2 separate regions of the Triticum aestivum genome follow, and region 2 is linked to region 1. Evidence: chromatin contacts called from public Hi-C data. All regions are on one chromosome and are shown on one strand. The core of a region is the stretch at or near the end of the contact, and the rest is flanking DNA. Distances in the headings are between cores, read along the strand shown.

Region 1 (6,204 bases), core at 1,086-3,585:
TCCCTACCGGGACATACGTTTTTGGAATACCCGTAAGTCACGTGTATCCACATCCAATTACAGAGTGACATGTGGTAAACCCCAAAGTATCCATCTGGCATGTTGGTATGCAGTATTCTCATGGGCTAAGGAACAATGCAAACATGAACAAGTTATATGAAGTACTGATAACATAACAACGATGGCATCTCTCAGTAATTCATAATTTTGGTCTATCCAACTCCATTGTTCACCTAACAACGGTGTCATCATATATTGATAGCATCCTTGTTACACTAACAATGCTCATGATCAGGAAAACAAGATCATCAATCAATATATAAGCTAGACTTAGAGGCTAGAATATGGATCACTTGGTGTTTATATTTTCATACATGTATTTGAGTTTTCCTCTGAATCTCATATTCATGAACCAATACCATTGTAGCATAGAAACATAAACTTAATAATGAACATGAAAATATAATGATACATTTATTATTGCCTCTAGGGTATATTTCTAACAAGACGGACAAACCTTGTTGTACAAGATAGCCGGATAGTCGTCATGCTCAGGCCCTACGGATCAACACATCAAAATAACAACCGCCGTCAATGAAGAGAAGCATTGATTAAAAGGATCAACCTTATAGACACACAAACGCAAACACAGACGAACGAAGACCAGATCCACTTGGATCCACCGAAGACAAACGTGGACCGAATCCCGTGAGATCCACTAGAAATAAAGCTCCACACGCCCTCCGACGACGCTAGAAGCACCGTCGTGAGGAGAATCTTATTTCTTCTTCAGAGAACCGCCGCCGCTTCACCTCTCTGAGCAGGACACAAATCCTATCAAAACTTAAAAAAGTATCTAAAAACAGAGCCCCCTCGCCGGCAAGGGCCGAGATCCACCGTGCCTCCATGGCCCTAGGCCACAGGAGACGTGACAGACTAGCGTCGGCGGGTGGCACAGGAACACCCCTCCCCCTATTACTACTATAATCTACTAGTATATACTCCCTCTATAAAGAAATTTAAGAGTGTTTAGATTACTAGTGATCTAAACACTCTTACATTTCTTTACTGATGGAGTATAATTTTTTTGGCGGGAGGGGGGGGGGGAATTTATTCCAAAATGATAGGGTTACAGTCAAGAGGCAAGAGTTCTTCTATACATGGGGGTCCTCTGTGTAGCCATACAACAGTGCTACACTCAGTACGACTATATGTCGTCAATCGATCTGCTACCCTATTTTGTTCCCTACTAAGTTTCTCAGGAACAAACTCCCGGCTTCCTATCAATGCTTGGATTTCCGCAACCGGATGACCATACGTTGAGCGAGCTAGGCCATCACCCTGTAAGCATGCTAAGGCCTCGAAAGAATCAGACTGCACAATAATTGGCAAGTTTGAATATTGCAAAGCAAGAGCCATGCCCTGCATGAGACCGTGGATCTCCGCCTCAAGAGCATCATTACAATTAAGCAAAAATCTGTATGCAGCAAAGATCACGCTCCCATCCCGCTTTCTGAGAATCATTCCCATTGCAGCCGTTCCATCATCAGAGAGAAAAGATCCATCCACTGAGAGGGCTACAAAACCAGCTGGGGGTAGCGGCCATGGCAGGGTCGGCTTGGGGAGCTTAACTGTCCTAGGCTTAGAAACCTCGATCGGTATCTTGCCCTTTAAAATTTCCTCTGTGGTGTATCGCTTGGCCTGGTCAATTGAGCTCATATAGCTCTCAAGATAATCACATGAAATTAAGATACACTTTTCTCCCTCCCATAATATAAAATGTTTTTATAAGTTATGCTAGCTTGAAAAACATATTATATTACGATGAGATGGAGGGAGTACGTAGTTGCTCTTTCATTCCACATTAAATATGTCACGTTAACTTTTTACCTATGAACCGATACAATTCTTTTACTTATTTTCGTCAAATTTTTTTAGTTTTTACCTGAACTATCAAAACGTCATATATTTAGGAACGAAGAAAGTACTTACGAAAACGATACAAATTTAACACGGAGGAAGTACTGCACTCCTACGCGCCAGGATGACCCTCAAGTCTCAGCTCAACTGCTCAGCCGTCCCCGTCAAACCCCGAACGAAAATACGGCGAGACCGGCACGCCCGCCAGGCCGCGTTCACGCTTACTACCGCTTACTACGCGGCAGCAGCGGGTGGGGAGACCAAGTGGGGAGCGGGGCGCACGACTTGGACCCGGCAGCGCGCGACGTCCCATCGACCTTGTCCCTATCCCGCCCCGCGGCTCCACCTCCACCTCCACTCCGCGCCGCGCGCTCCGCACCGCACCGCCCGCCGTCTACCACCACAGCACACCACCACCACCATCCCAAAAGCGAGAAAAGAAAAGGCAGGCAAGCAGACAGGCAGACAGACGGATACGTGCCGGCGTCGCCGGGCAATCCCCGTCCACGCCCCCCGCCTCCACCTGGCGCGGCGCCGCTCGCGCGCCAGGGGACCGCGCACCACCCGACGACCGATTCGCAGAGGCGGCACGTAGAAGACGCGCCCGGTCCCCGTCGGCCCGCCTTTTCTTTTTCGGCGGGTCGCCGTCGCGGGCTTCTTTTTTCCTCCCCCTGCCGCCTCTCCAGCGGCGCCTTCTTTTTCCACGGCGTCGACGCACGTTCCGACGCGTCGTCGGCCGGCTGTGCGGCTGAGCGGCGGGCCTGCCTCAGGTGCGTTAATTTATGGGCGCGGCGCCGTGTGCGAAGGTGCTGCGTGACGGTTTAATTAGCGTCCCGTCTGGGCGGGCCTAGTGCGTCGGGACTCGAGGGGAGGGGAGGCGCGGCCCACCGCCCGGTCCGGCTCCACCTCGGCGCCATGAATTCCTTCCTCAATAATTGCGTCTCCAAAGTGGGGCGCATCCTGGCTGCAGTGCCCGCACCAATTTGCTCCACGGACACGGCGTCGTACCATGCCGTGCGCTCGTGCGGCAACGTAGGCTGCAAGTGTTTTTTTTTTCCTTCTTTATAAAATTCGGTAGGCCGCAAGTGGACTGACGAATTCGGCGACTGAATTTTCTGATAGAGACGACTTGGATGCTGTGTCATCCGTATATTACCAACCACTTTCAACCTGTCATGTGTTTTAAGCACTTCTGAAGTATGTATACAAAGGAAATTGAAATGGATCGACATACTGCCATATTGTCACAAACCATCTAAGGATCTGGATCGGAATTGATGAGAATCGAAGCTAGGGTTTGGGAGAACGAAGAGTATATTCGAAATATATGTTTGTATCAGCTATAAAGTATCTTAGAATTCATCATAGGAATAGAATGGCTAGCTATTACAGACGGAGCACGCTGGCTTATAAAGCTCAGCTCGCAACAGACGGAAAGCAACAGTAACAGCACGGAGTGAAATGCTACAGTCACTAAAGTAACGGTTCATGCGAGCGAAGCGAGTCGTCAGATCTTCACGCTGCTTGTCATCATGGCTGTTCGTTAACTGAATCGAGAACATGCCTGACAATACTTCCTCCTGAAAGCGAACTTGTCCCCAAGGAGTATCAACGAGTGAACCATCCGTCCACTGTTTTCTTGAACAAGGATGGAAATGTTCTCTTGATGAAGTTAGCATCCTCCCACGAAGCGTCATCAGGAGGAAGATTTTCCCATTGCACGAGCCACTGAACCACCGGCAGATTGTTTCGAGGGATCTGTCGTGTTTCAAGCACCAGGCTGGGTTCAGTCTTGATACGGCCATCCGGACTGACCAAGGGAAGATGAGTGCAAGGAACCACTGTTGGACCCAGATGCTTCTTCAACTGGCTGACGTGAAAGACTGGGTGAATGCTGGCATTGTCCGGTAGGAGGAGTTTGTATGCCACCTTCCCACACGAGCAATAATTACACGAAAAGGTCCATAGAACTTGCTTTGGAGCTTGATATGAGAGCGGATGCCGAAAGCATTCAGTCGATATGGCTGCATCTTCAGATATACCATATCTCCTTCAGACAGCGTATGTTCGACTTGTTTTTTATCAGCATATTTTTTTCATGCGAGCTTGTGCACTGGCCAAATTGGCTTTGAGGTATTGCCACATTGAGTTGCGGTCTGTAACAAATTCAACCACTTCACTGGGAGAGCTAGACCTTGACTGTGGAATTTGTAAGTCAGGAGGTGGATAGCCGTATAACACTTGAAACGGAGTTTTCTTCAGAGAAGAGTGGAAGGAAGTGTTCTACCAATATTTTGCCATTGAGAGGTGGAGTGCCCATTTCTTGGGTTTAGTTGAGATCATGCACCTCAAGTAATTCTCAATGCATTGATTCACCCGTTCTATTTGAGCGTCGGATTGTGGATGGTAAGCAGAACTGTAACGTAGCTCAATTCCCATAGCAGAAAATATGTCTTGCCATAGCTTGCTAGTGAAGATTTTATCCATCTCAGACACAATTGCCAGGGGAGGGCCATGTAACTTCAACACATTGTCTATGAAAGCTTTGGCCACTGTTTGTGCAGTGAAGGGGTGAGCTAGGGGAATGAAGTGAGCAAATTTGGAGAGCCTGTCCACTACAACAAAGATAACATCATATCCTTGAGACTTGGGGAGTCCTTCAACAAAGTTCATACTGATGTGAGACCATACCATGTCAGGTAGGTGGAGAGGATCCAAGAAACCAGGATAGGGGCAGTTTTCCCCCTTGTTTTTCTGACATACCGGGCATAATTGCACAAATTTGTCCATGTCTCTTTTCATGCCAGGCCAGTAGAAGACTTGTTTCAGTCTTTGATAGGATGCCTTCATGCCTGAGTGACCACCAACAACACAACAGTGGAGTGTTTGCATAAGTTTGTTCCTGAGAGCAGTGTCATTTCCAACATAAATTTTCCCATTGTGCCTAATAATGCCATCTTGGAGAGCATTTTTGTGAACAATATGTGTAGGTGTGAGAAGGAGTTGTTCCATTAGTTTTTGACAGTGAACATCTTTGTAGGATTGTTCTACTTCAGAAATCCATTTGGGAGTTGCAAGGGAGATTTCCATGCAAGAGTGTTCCCTGGACAGAGCATCAACTACCACATTTTATTTTCCCTTCTTGTATTCTAGCTGAAAGTTGAATTCCAGAAGTTTCAACATGAGTTTGTGCTGAATACTTGCATATATTTTCTAATCGGTCATAAATTGCAAACTTTTGTGATCTGTTCTAATGACAAGATCATTTCCCAAGAAGTAATGTCTCCATCTTTTCAAAGCTCCAATGATTGCTAAAGCTTCATTTTCATAAGTTGACAAGGCTGCATTTCTAGGGCAAAGTGATGAGCTATAGTAAGCAATAGGCCTGCCCTGTTGCATCATAACTGCTCCTAATCCAGTGCAGAAGCATCAGTTTCAAGGACAAAGGGTGCAGAAAAATCTGGCAGGGACAGAATTGGTGCAGAGATGAGGGCTTGTTTGAGTTGCTGGAAAGCGGAGTATTGGGGAGAATTCCAGCAGAAACTGTCCTTTTTGAGGATATCATGTAATGGCATGGCAATTGCTTCAAAGTTCTTAACGAACCTCCTATAATAACCACATAGGCCAAGGAAACCTCTGAGTTGAGTTGGAGTTGTGGGCACTGGCCAGTCAGCAATAGCTAAATTTTTTGATTGATCAGTGGACACTCCAGAGCCAGAAATGGTGTGGCCCAAGTAAGATACTTTAGATACAGCAAACACACACTTGGAGAGGTTAGCTGATAGCTTGTGTTGCTGCAGTAGCTCCATTACTATTTTCAGGTGCTCTTTGTGCTCCTTCAAGGATTTGCTGAATATTAAAATGTCATCAAAGAATACTAAGATGAATTTCCTCAAGTAAGGTCCAAATATTTTATTCATCAGAGCTTGAAACGTGCCTGGAGCATTGGTCAGTCCAAAGGGCATGACTAAGAATTCATAGTGACCAAAGTAAGTTCTTAAGGCATTCTTGTGTATATCTTTTTCACTCATTCTTGTCTGATGGTAACCAGACCTCAGGTCTAATTTGGAGAAGATTTTAGCTCCATGTAGTTCATCCGATAAGTCTTCTATCACAGGAATAGAAATTTATTTTTGATTATGGCTGCATTGAGTTTCCTATAATCAATGCAGAGTCTCCATGAGCCATCTTTCTTCATGACTAATATGGCCGGTGAGGAGTAATGACTCTGGCTCTCTCTTATGATTTTGGACTGAAGTAGTTGATGTACTTGTTTTTCCATCT
Region 2 (6,204 bases), core at 2,337-4,836, 870 kb after region 1:
GTCCTCGCCACGGAAAGAGGTCATGGAGGTACCTCCGGCCATGCAGCGACCACATGAGCCACCTGCCCATCTTTGGCCGCCATCGTTGTACATCGACCTCATCGAGGACGACAACGAGGACAACCACGGTGTTGGCGGCGTCAAGTTTTTTAAATACTTTTTGAAGTTTTAAGTTAAGTTTAATGTGTGGTCGGGATTTTGTTTAAACGGATTAAATATTTTAGAACTGTTTAATTAAGTTTATTTTTACATTTTAAGTGTGTGACCCTTTTTTTCATGACGAGCCAGACCAAATGCGATGCGGTCACACCTTGGATGGATCGACCGGTGAACGTGCCAAACCGAACACGGACGTCCGATTTTTCGCTTCAAACCAAAAAATTCGAATAAATCGGGCGTTCGTTTGGGGGATCAACAGTTGGTGTTGGCCTAAAAGCAAAGCCGCGAGGCCCACGCCGCCGCACGCACCAAACGCCGTACTCCCCCACCACCCATCCACTCCCCCTCTTTTAGGCCAACTCCACCGCGCGACCCCAAATGGACGTCCATTTTGTCCGGTTTTTGTCCCTTTGGGTAGGGATTTGGGATCGTGTCCGGGCCTGTCCTGGGATGCGGTGGCCGTGCGCCCAGCGTGCGGCCGCATCCTTTTGCCCCATCCTGTCTGCGTCTATTTAAAAAAAGGAACGTTTCAAATGCCAAGCCCCAGTTCACGACCCGAGTTCATCACGCCGGCAACAAAGCCAGCGGCCTACACGACCATCGCCGGCAACACAGCCAGCGGCCGGCAACACAACCAGCCTCCAAAATGAATAGTTGTCCTCGCCGGCAACACAGCCAGCGGCCGGCAACACAGCCGGCCTCCAAAATGAATGTTTTTTCGCCGGCACACTGCCAGCGGCCCAGCGGGCGGGCGGCACCCATGCCAGCCTCCAAAAAGAACGGCCACACCGATAGGACGACCTAGTTCAGGCCTTCGGCGTCGAGCATCTCCTTCTGCTTGGCCTCGAACCAGGCCCTCGTCTTGTCGCTCATCTTCGACAAGTCCACGCTCATGATCGCAAGGGCCACCTCCTTCGCTTTGGTGGCGGCATTGGTGGCCTCGATGTCGAGCTGCCTTTGCCTGGCCTTGACGTTGTCGGCCTCGATGTCGAGCTGCCTTTGCCGGGCGGCCTCTTCCATGTCGAGCTGCCTTTGCCGGGCCGCCTCCTCCATGTCTATCTTCCTCTTCTTGGCCGCCTCCTCCATCTCAAGCTTCTATGGTTGGAGGTCTAGGTATTGCTTCGTTTGATCGTCCTTGCTTTGCCGCTTCTTCTCATCCCTCACATCCTTATGTGACATCATGCCATGCAAAGTCTCATGCAAGGCCATGGATGAGGCGTCACGTATGTCGTCCACCTTTGAGTTGGTCTTGCCCCTCGGCCTCTTCAATGCCTCGCCATCCCCACCTCCGGCGAACTTGGCCGTCTTCTTGCCTCTCTTCCTTTGAAGTTCACGGTATTGATCCTTGAACTTAGGGCAATTGTTGATGATCTTCCAACAATGCGTAAGAGTGAATGGCTTGTCATTGTGCCGGGCCTTGAATGCCTCCAAAGATTGAAATGCCTACACCACATGATCAACAACAAGTGAACATGCAAACATATACACGGCCGAAGTCTCATGGCCGTAGCAAGGGCTAGAAAGAGAAGAGCATACCATGTCTCCAACGCCGAGACCACTCACGGGCCGTGCTTCAACGCTCTCAAATGCGGCACAATACTTGTTGCACTCTTATTGGATGAACAACCATCTTTTTTGAATCGATCCGATGCCACGGTTGCTTGTAATTTGGTAGGGCTCAAACATCTTCCTTTCATGGAATGTTTTGTGGACTCTCCTCCAAAAAACAATGCCCTTTTGTTGCGCGCCGGTCCTTGGATCTTGGCTAATCTCCATCCAACATTGGCAAATCAACTTGTCCTCATCTTGTGTATATGAACCGGTGTGAATGCTCTTCCGCTTCTTTTGTGCTTCCGCTCTTTGGGTGAGCTCGTCTATGAACAATGGAGCGCCACTAATATCAACATCATTGGCTTCATCTTCATCTTCACCTTCGACATAGATGTCATCGTCTTCATGCCACGAATCACCATGGTCGTAGTAAGCACGGTCGTCGGCCTCTTCATCGGGCACGTACTGGGCGCGGCCATCCTGACTTTGGGTCTCATCGGGGTCGTAGGCACGACCATGCCCACCCTAGAAGATCACGTCCTCCATGTACTGGTTGTAGAAGGGGTCGTCCACCGTCGGCGTTGAGGTTGGCATTTCGTCAAACAACACGCGGGGGGCCGGCATGGTGCCCGTGAACGGTGCACGCGCCTGCTTTCTTTGCATCTCGACGGAAGGCCGCCCGCCGCTGCTGGACCCAGGCGTCACATTGAGGTCGATGACGGCCGCGAGGCGTGGTGTGGACGGCGCGAACAAGCCCACGTCTGGCGACGCCGAGAAACGGGTTTGGTCGTCGTGCCTGGGTGGAGGAAAGCCGGGCGACATGGGCGCGTCGCGCGACGTCGGCGACTGGCAGTGCGTAGGTCGGGCGACCGACGAGCCTGTGCTCGCCGGGCCGACGGCCGCTGCATGGAACCCCGCCGGACGGCCCATGCCAAGCATGAGGATGGCGTGCGCTTTGTTGACGAGGTCCTCCTTCGCGTCGGCAGCGGCCTTGCGCCACGCGGCCTCCAGCTCCTCGCGCTGGGCGGCGAACTTGGCCGCGACGACATTCATCTTGACGGCCGCTCTCCGTTCCCTCCTCTTCGCCGATACCGCGTCCAACTTGGCGATCTCCTCCGGCGTGTACTCCGACCGCGGCTTCCTTGGCGCGTTCTTCTTCACCTTTGCGGTCGGGTCGACGGCCAGGCCGCCGGAACTCGGCGGGGCGTCGGCCATGGACGGGGAGAGAGGGGGGGCGGCGGGAGGGACGTGGGAGGGTTTGGAGGAAATGGCGCCAAATGGCCGTCGGGGGGTTTTTGGTTTCTCCCACCGACAGGCGGGCCAGGGGAGGACAAGCGCGCGCGTCCCGCCGTCCGCGCGCTGTCCGCTTCACCCCAAAACCGACGCAAGTTTGGGCCGGGGATGTGTCGAAAGCGGACACAAAGCGGACAAAAATTCGTTTGTTCCGCGCGCTAGGCCGCCTTTTTATTTCTTTTATCTCAAACGGACAGGGCCGGACAGGATAGGGTCGCGCGGTGGAGTTGACCTTATTATCGCCCGGGCCCCGCCGCCTTCACTAGCGGCGACGCGCCACACGCGTCCCGTTCCAGCCCGCCCGTGCTGTCCCCCGCCCCACGACACGCCTCCTCGCACGTGAACCCGCGCGCAAGCAAGTGCCCGTCGACACGTCCCGACGCCACCCACCGCGTATCCTCCCGGGCCATGCTCATTTGACTGACTGGTCCATGGGGACAGCGAGCCCACGCCCCCACCGGTCATCGTAACCTGATCGTACCATACCACTTTTATTCCTCGCGGCGAATAAACGACAAGGCGGGAAGCGGGGCAGGAGGATGGCGCAGGCATGCGAGATTCACTGACAGGCAGGTCCCGACGATCGCGGCCCCACCAGACATGGGCGCTGCACCGTCCGGCGCCGCATGCCCCAGGCGAGCTGGAGTCGTCCGTCTAGGACCGATGAAAGGCGAGCGGCGGGGCGGTCGTATTGGGTCGGCATGTCGTCACGCGAGCAGGCGGAGAGAGAAATGGAACGGAGGCGGTGGGTGCACAGCGCCAGGAACGGCACTGTACCGCGCAGCGACCAGCAGCAGCAGTAAGAAAAAGAGGAAGCGGCCCCGCCCGGCGATACGTCAAGTCGCGCGGCGGCTGTGCCGTGCTCCCCCAACCCACCCCAACCCCCCGAACCCCAACCCAAGGTGCGGCTACGGGCCCCTCCGTTCTACGCGGTGCGGCGCCGGTCTATAATAATACCAGTACACCCGGCGCCAGCCAAAGAATCCCACCCCACGTAGCGCTCCACATGCGTTGCGTTAGATAGACGGACCTGTCGTCCAAGAGAGCGAACCAGACACTGCCGCGCCGAGTAGACTCACTGTGCGCCTCCCCGTCCGATGGATCCGGTGCTGCGGGGAGCGGCGAGCCTCGGTGGCGGCCATGGCCAAGGTGGCGCGGGAGGAGGAGGAGGGGGAGGAGGAGGCGAGGCGCACTACAGGGGCGTGAGGAAGCGGCCGTGGGGGCGGTACGCGGCGGAGATCCGCGACCCGTGGAAGAAAACGCGGGTGTGGCTGGGCACCTTCGACACCCCCGTGGAGGCCGCCCTCGCCTACGACCGCGCCGCGCGAACCCTCCGCGGCGCCAAGGCCAAGACCAACTTCCCCGGCCACCACCACCACCGCCCGCCTCTGCAGCAGCAGCCTGTTCCGTTCGGCGGCGTCGACCTCAACTTCCCTTCGCCGTGGCACTTCGTCTACTTCTCGCCTCCTGCGGCCGCGCCGGCGCCCCGTCTCCCGCAGGAAGCGTCTCCGGCGGTCCCCGTCCCGCCGTCGACGGCGCTCGAGCTCGGCATGGCGCCCGGGCCTGCCGGCCTCCCGTTCGACCTCAACGAGCCGCCGTCGCTGCTGTTCGGGTCGTGATGCGATCGCGTAGCTGCGATCGGCCGTAGTGGACTTCTGTGACGGCGAGAGAGAGACGTGCTGACGGCCGCAAGGGGCCGGAGCCGACGGCACTGGTCCGGCTAGCTGTATATACCTATTTGTGGAAAGCTTGGCCTTTCTTCTCGGTCATTGCCCGTCTGTTTCGTTCATGCGTTTCTGCTTTCGGGTGAGCTGTCGGTAATGGTGGCGCTGGGTTAGTTGGGTTGGGTGTCTCTTTTACTACCGGAAGAGTGTTTTGCTCGGTAAACACAGGCCCTGTTTGGATACCTAGGTTAGAGTTAGTTTTGGTTAGTTGAGGCTCAAATAACCCAAAAGTATCCAAACATGGTGGGTTAGTTGGATCTAACCCAACCCAAAAAACTAGCCCACACTAGAGGAGCTTATTTGGGTTAGTTCTCTTGGGCCCACTAAAAAATTAGTAAAAAAAGTTACCCCTCCCATCCAAACATGGCCTAAAGTAGTCAAATGATTGGAAAAGAATATTTATTATCAATCTAACCCTATCATCCAAACAACTCTTTGGTTAGAGTTAGTTTAGGGTTGGTTCAAGGTTAGAATCTAACTCTAACCTCTAACTGAGTTAGAGTATCCAAACAGGGCCACATGCTTCTGGTCTTGCCTCATTAGCCCCAGGAGCCGACGGTGCGGCCGTGCACAGTGCAGCAGGCGGCGCTGTACTTTTCGCTCAGGAGTCTTCTGCGGATACTGTGCATGCGCTAATCCATTGTACTACTACTTGTTTTTTTTTTTTGCGATTATGACCTCGGATCTACTCCGTTCGGAATTACTTGTCCTAGAAATGGATGTATCTAGATGTATTTTAGTTTAGATACATCCATTTCTTTTTTTAAGGCAGATACATCCATTTCTGAGACAAGTAATTTTGAACGAAGGGAGTACTTCCTCCATTCCAAAATATAGTGCTCCCGCGCTTCTCGAGGTCCAACTTTGGTCATAAATTTAACTAACGAGACCAACTGCGGCGGGAGAAAAAATTATACAATTGAGAAATTTTTTCGAATACGAATTCAATGATATAATTTTTGATCCCGCCACAATCAGTCTTGATAGTTAAATTTACGGTCAAAGTTGAAGCACGGAGATAGAGGAAGCACTACATTGTGAAATGTAGGGAGTAGTATATTGAAATTAAAGCAGTGGTACGACACACTCCACAAAGAAAGGAAATTACACCAAGGTCCTTGGGGTACCATTTATTTTCCTAGAACGGCGACGAGCCCCTCACCAAATCGACGCCACCAAGAACTACCACTACCCTATCTACACGCCGGAAGCAGAGGAACGGGATCCCCACCTTCTCCCGCCGTCGGAGCGAGCAGAGGAGGCAAGAATCCGCGCCTCGCCGGCGGGATCTAGGGGTATTTTTAGTCGCTCCCTTTCGCCCCTCTCTCTCTCTCTGAAAGAGGAAGTTACGCACGTCTACGTATTGCTATCATTAACTTGTTGGTTTGTTGCACATGGGGATGGAATGAAAATAGTCATGCCGCGGCAGGGCAAATTTGGTGTTTTGACCTTTTCGTGAAAGTTAAGTCAGATCTGA

What was found. Hi-C and Micro-C count contacts between places; a contact is called where the count stands out from the background.
Region 2: a Hi-C map of leaf shows a contact between it and region 1, with 5 times the contacts expected there. The contact joins two enhancer-like sites. A contact is called at or near these places in 3 of 5 Hi-C or Micro-C datasets (all in leaf).

What each region holds. Positions count from the first base shown.
Region 1 is chr3A:573,377,011-573,383,214 of IWGSC CS RefSeq v2.1, forward strand. No RefSeq gene overlaps it. Among protein-coding and RNA genes, the nearest start is that of LOC123062300, 150 kb to the right of the region's middle. Within about 2 kb of position 2,336, at least 8 of the 8 cell types and tissues checked have an H3K27ac peak or open chromatin away from gene starts, as enhancers often do. A contact at or near this core is called in leaf, where this site is marked.
Region 2 is chr3A:574,242,370-574,248,573 of IWGSC CS RefSeq v2.1, forward strand. No RefSeq gene overlaps it. Among protein-coding and RNA genes, the nearest start is that of LOC123062301, 140 kb to the right of the region's middle. Within about 2 kb of position 3,587, at least 8 of the 8 cell types and tissues checked have an H3K27ac peak or open chromatin away from gene starts, as enhancers often do. A contact at or near this core is called in leaf, where this site is marked.